Linked DNA regions of Capsicum annuum: region 2 is linked to region 1. The links are chromatin contacts, called in public Hi-C maps. All regions are on one chromosome and are shown on one strand. Each heading gives the region's core, a stretch centred on a gene start, on an enhancer-like site or on the middle of the called end of the contact. The rest is flanking DNA. Distances are from core to core; before and after follow the strand shown.

What was found. Hi-C and Micro-C count contacts between places; a contact is called where the count stands out from the background.
Region 2: a Hi-C map of leaf shows a contact between it and region 1, with 3 times the contacts expected there. The contact joins the promoter of LOC107860180 here to the promoter of LOC107860179 in region 1. A contact is called at or near these places in 5 of 5 Hi-C or Micro-C datasets (bud, leaf, pericarp and 1 more).

The regions. Positions count from the first base shown.
Region 1 is chr2:144,117,204-144,119,996 of UCD10Xv1.1, forward strand. LOC107860179 (NADH dehydrogenase [ubiquinone] iron-sulfur protein 4, mitochondrial) reads right to left here and starts at 1,528. Exons shown (of 5, transcript XM_016705451.2): 1 at 1,202-1,528; 2 at 1-66. The coding sequence starts at 1,369.
Region 2 is chr2:144,328,591-144,331,545 of UCD10Xv1.1, forward strand. It overlaps LOC107860180 (putative F-box protein At1g49610), which reads right to left and starts at 1,340. Exons shown (of 4, transcript XM_016705453.2): 1 at 1,137-1,340.

The sequences.
Region 1 (2,793 bases), core at 278-2,777:
TTTCCATTTACCAACTTTTCCAGACCCCTGTTGACTAGCAGTCCGAGCAGGTGAGAAAATCACAACCTGATGAGCAAACATGATTAACTACCGAAAAGGGCACAGTGCATAAGATCTAATCCACTAACTGAGCAATTTTTCACGTGAAGGGGCAGAAAATATATGTACTAAAAGAAAGATCAGGATCATTTGGCACCTTTAAACACCAAAAGAAATTTGAGAATACAGGAGTCAAATATAAGAAATTGATCCTGATATTTACTAGGGGCCTGATTTAATAGTGCAGTCACTGTCATAGTGAGTCAGAAAAAACGAAAAATATAAACAAGCAAATATGAAAGAGAGGGAAAGCACATGCACATGAAAGGCAAAATTTGGAATAGATCAAAATATAGACAGAAACATAGAGAGAAAGAATGTGTGAATTCATCGAGAGAGCACCACCCCATGAAAATACTACTACATTTTCTAAATAATTTTCTTTCTTAAGATAGAAATTACTAATTCTCAATTATTCATTTTTCACATTATTAGCTTCAAAAGATAAGTTCAATCTCTAGGTCAACCAATTTTAAATAGTTCTTTGTCTCATAATCAAGTTCGAGACAATCAAATGCAATCTATAAAACTACTTAACTAAATTTGTGCAGAAACGGATGAAAGAACTCCGTGGAGCAAAAGTTTGCATTAACCCAAGCTGGGCCTGATATTACGGCATACTCAATTCAAGCTCTAGAAGGTCCAAGCTCAACTTAATACTTAGTAAGCAGAATTTACTCCTTAACATGAAAACTTAGAACTTTTTACTTCTCACAAGCATCAAAGAAGTTATTCTCTCTTCCGTGAGTGCAAGAAAGGGAACCAAAACTAAAAATATATTTTTAGTCTTTGGATTGAAGTCAAAATAAATTGCCAAAGGCACAAATGAGAAGCAATCAATCAAACTATCAAATAAACTACACCAATCCCAACTCAAATTAATACCATCTATATGAATCCTCCATATTCATTCACCAAATCATTTTTTTTTAATAATCGTAGTGTCCGGACCAGCCTGCGCACACTTTGAAGCAAATCATTTGCTAACCCTAAATGATAGAATCCATGGATCTACTATAGAAGCCCTAATAAATTGGTAACCTAAAATGACCTGGAAAAGAATAGATAAAAGCGAAGAGGAATAAGAGAAAGACAATTATACCCTTCGTCGGAGATGTTCATCAGGAATACCGGAGACCATACCGATCTCACCGGGCTTTATTTCCACCAAAGCGTCAGAAGCAAATTGTCTGCATATGGGCGTAAGAGAAGATCGCCAGGCGGCGGCCTGAGGGGAATGCGTCGCTATTCGTCGGAGAGAGCTTGCCATTTTTCCCTGAGATGATACAATCCCAGCTCAAGTGACGGTGATGTGGCGTTTGCCTTATAAATTCACGCATATATTGGAAGACATAGGTGTTTTTTTTTTTTAATCATATGATATTATGATGTGATGTGTTTGGGACAAGGTAAAAGGAGAAATAATTTTCTACTATTTTTATAAATTTGTTTTTAAGTTTTATGTGTTTTTAATAAGAAAGTTTCATGTTTACATACACTAATTATTTTTAAAAATAATAAATATTGATTAATAAATATAAAAAATTTAATCAAAAGCATAATGATAATCTAATATTGTGAATTTTTTTTGAGTAAATACATAATTACCCCTGATCTTGTCTGAGATTTGTGAAAGACACCTAAACTTTAACTTCGACTTATTACTCCACGATTATTCTTTATTTCGTTGTAAACACACCATTTTGACCCTCTGCGTGTATACATGCGCCACAGGCACGTGAAAGAGCTTGAATTTGACTTTTTGACCAATTAAAAGCTGTCATGTGTAAAATAATTTAATATATAATTTATATTCTTTTTTTTTAAATAATATTTATTTATTTTTTAAAATTATCCATCCTCCCTCTCCGCCCTCGTCCAACCCACCCACTCTTTCTTCTTCAACTCAATTCAAAGCTTCCATTGAAGCTTTTTTTTTTTTAAAAATCATTCATTAGAGCTCCATTTTACAACTAAATCATATCATTTAACTATCCATCATTTCTTCTTCAACACAATATCTTCTTCAACACTATTAAAGCTCTTCAACACAATGTCACCATTAAAGTTCCTCCATTGAAGCTTTTTTTTTTTAAATCATATCATTAAAGCTCAATTTTTCAGTTAAATCATATCATTTAACTATCTTTAAAACTCAATTCAATCATAAATTATTTTTTGAATTGATTTGAAAAAAAAATGGACGGGGAGAGAGAATGGTGACGGAGGGGGGTTGGGGTGTTTGGGGGAGATGCTGATGGGGTGGGGGTGTTGGATGGGGGTGGGGGTGCTGAATGGGGGTGGGGTGGGGTGTTAAATTAAATAAAAAGTAAAATTTTATTAAAAAAATAAAAAAATATATATAAATTAAACGTATTTGACACGTGGCAGCACTTGATTGGCGCGTGTATTCCACTCTCCTTGTTGTGACTGATATTCAGCGAAAAATGGTGTGTTTGCAACAAATTAAGTAAGAATCATGGGGTTATGGGTCGAATTCAAAGTTTAGGTGTCTTTTTGAAAATCTCGGCCAACATCACTAGGGTAATTATGTATTTGCTCTTTTTTTTTTTTAGTAAACAAGAAATGCATTAAGAAAAGATAATTACAAAGGAACTAGTCCGGTTCAATAGCAAAAAAATTGTGGCTATGCCCACGAGAAGGTATGGGACCTTTCTTAGATGGGTAGTTCCA
Region 2 (2,955 bases), core at 90-2,589, 210 kb after region 1:
CTATGTAGGGTCATTTCCTCAGTCAGCTGGAGCTGCTCCATGTCATATCTAATCACCTCCCTCCAGTATTTCTTCGGTCTACCTCTACCCCTCCTGAAGCCATCCAAAGCAAGCTTCTCACACCTCCGGACTGGGGCATCTGCACTCCTCCTCATCACATGCCCAAACTATCGCAGTCTTCCTTCTCGCAACTTGTCTTCCACTGAAGTCACTCCCACCTTCTCCCGAATAGTCTCATTTCTTACTCTGTCACCTCTAGTAAGCCCACACATCCAATGCAACATTATTATTTCCGCCACCTTCAATTTTTGGATGTGCGAGTGCTTGACTGGCCAACACTCTGCACCATACAACATGGTCGGATGGACTGCCACTCTATAGAATTTACCTTTAAGCTTAAGGGGCACCTTCTTATCACACAACACTCCCAAGGTTAGCCTCCACTTCATCCAAGCTGCTCCAACACGTTTAGAGACATCCTCATCAATCTCACCATTTCCCTAAATCGTAGACCCAAGATAATTAAAATTGTTCGTCTTACAGACATCCTGTGAGTCCAACCTTACCACTCTTTCGTCCTCCTGTCTCAAGTCACTAAACTTACATTTCAAATACTCAGTTTTGGACCTACTCAACTTAAACCCCTTAGACTCAAGGGTTTGCCTCCAAACCTCCAATTTGTCATTCACACCTCCCTCGCATCTAATCAATCAGAACCACATCATCCGCAAATAACAAACACCAAGGCACCTCGCCTTGATTGCTCCGCGTCAACACGTCCATCACCAATGCAAAAAGGAATGGACTAAGAGTCGATCCACCCGGGTGAGAACGGCGGGAGGAGACTCAGAGAAGTTTTCGGTCGAGACCGGGTTGCATCAAGGGATCGACTCTTAGTCCGTTCCTTTTTGCATTGGTGATGGACGTGTTGATACGGAGCATTCCCTCTCTTTACTGCCTAGAATTCAATTGATCTGCTATAACTACAAATATGCCAATTAAGAAGTTAATTCGAATTTAAAATAAAAAAGTAGCGAATAACTCAAAAATGTGTTGCCCAGATACTTATATTTATTTACGTAAGACTATGGATAAACAATGAGACGAATCTAAGCAGTAAGAAAAAAACAACTAACCGCTCAACGGAAGTCAATCCATTGTGTTTCGTCGACTATGGTGAATGAGAGAATTTGAAGCCCTATAACCCTAAATGTATTTGTGATGAAACCGACCCAAAATGATGGCGCCAAATGTACCCAATAAACTCGCAATCAGAACTTGTTTAAAAGGAAAAATTCATCATTTTAGGAACTGGCTACAATTACGTAGGTTATTAATAATTTGATTTTAATTTTGTCATCACATAGTTTGTTTGTTTATTTTTTCATACTAGTTTAACTTGTATTTTTTATTATTTAAAATTAGATAATTTTATCTATTACAAAAAGTTTTAATGAAATGAAAAAAAGTTAAAATTACTTCTCAAATTGTCACACACAAAATAGTATAGGCGCGACTAACACTTGTCTGAACGAATCAACCGAAACCAAACTTAAATACTTTGGTGGGCCGTCAGGGCCAAGCTAAAGTTATAAAAAACCATATATAGTCGAGATAAAGATATAGTATATAACAAAGGGGAAAGGACATAAATGTCACCTCATCTAAAATATTTCCACTAATATAGTCATTGATTTGGCAATTCCAATAGATAGTCATTTAGGCTTTTCTTTATTAGATAGATTTAATAAAAGACCAATCCAACAACTCGGATCTCCTAAATAAATGACCCACCCATTGACTAAACCCATAAACCCTATTTAATTTAGCCCATTCCTTTACACGGCCATTTAACTTTCATCGGGCAAAAAGAACTAGTTTCAATTTGCTGATAGATTTAATCCATGTATCGCTTGTGCATCTGGCACTTAGTTAAAGCTATTTCCCTTGTTTGAATATATTATTGTCATAAGAATGCTTAGTTTGAAGACCAGTTATACTCGATTAATTATGTTGAATAAGTTGTGTTGGGTTAAGTTATGATAGGATTAATTATGGTGAGATTATTATTTTTTTGACTGTTATGCTTGCAAAACAAATTTTCTCTGTAAAAGGTGTGTTTATGTGGTATATATACTATATCAATGTGGTATAAAAGTGTATCAATCTAGTATAAAAGTGTATCAATGCAGTATCAAAGTGTATCAATATAGTATAAAAGTGTATCAATATAGTATAAAAGAGTATCAATTGGGTATAGGGATTGCATGTACTTACATATAATTTCCTTTCTCTTTTATAAAAAGTGTATTAATATAATATAAAAGTGTATCAATGTGGTATAAAAGTGTATCAATTGAGTATAGAGACTGCATGTGCCCAATTGGGTCAAATGGCTAAAAAGAGGAATTAAATTAGGCCGACTGACTAAGGTTGTCCACCTTTTCAATTATGGGCCACTCTTTAAAAAAAAGGTCAGCCCATGTCTTTTCCCCTATAACAAAAGTGTAATATAACGATAATTGGATTATAATTAACTATCTAACCCACATCAACAATCGTCTACATGCCTCTAGGATGAGAAATTGCTAATAACCTTTTGGGACAAGCCCATAGTATTCATTAACTATACAAGCCAAAGTAAACTCTAGACTCGACAACTTCGGAAAGAACGAACCATACCAATCTTCAGCAGAACTCTATCATACACCGCAAGGACCCCTTTCTGTCTAATAACCTGCATGCATGAATGCAGTGCCCCCAGGCAATGGGAACATCAGTATGAAAGAATGTACTGAGTATGTAAGGCTCAAAGTGACCATATGTAACATAAAATCTCAATTGAAGTCAGGTATCAATATATAAATATAGAGGTAAGGATAGAAGACCATTATATATATATATATATATATATATATATATATATATATATATAATTGTGGAATCATGTACATT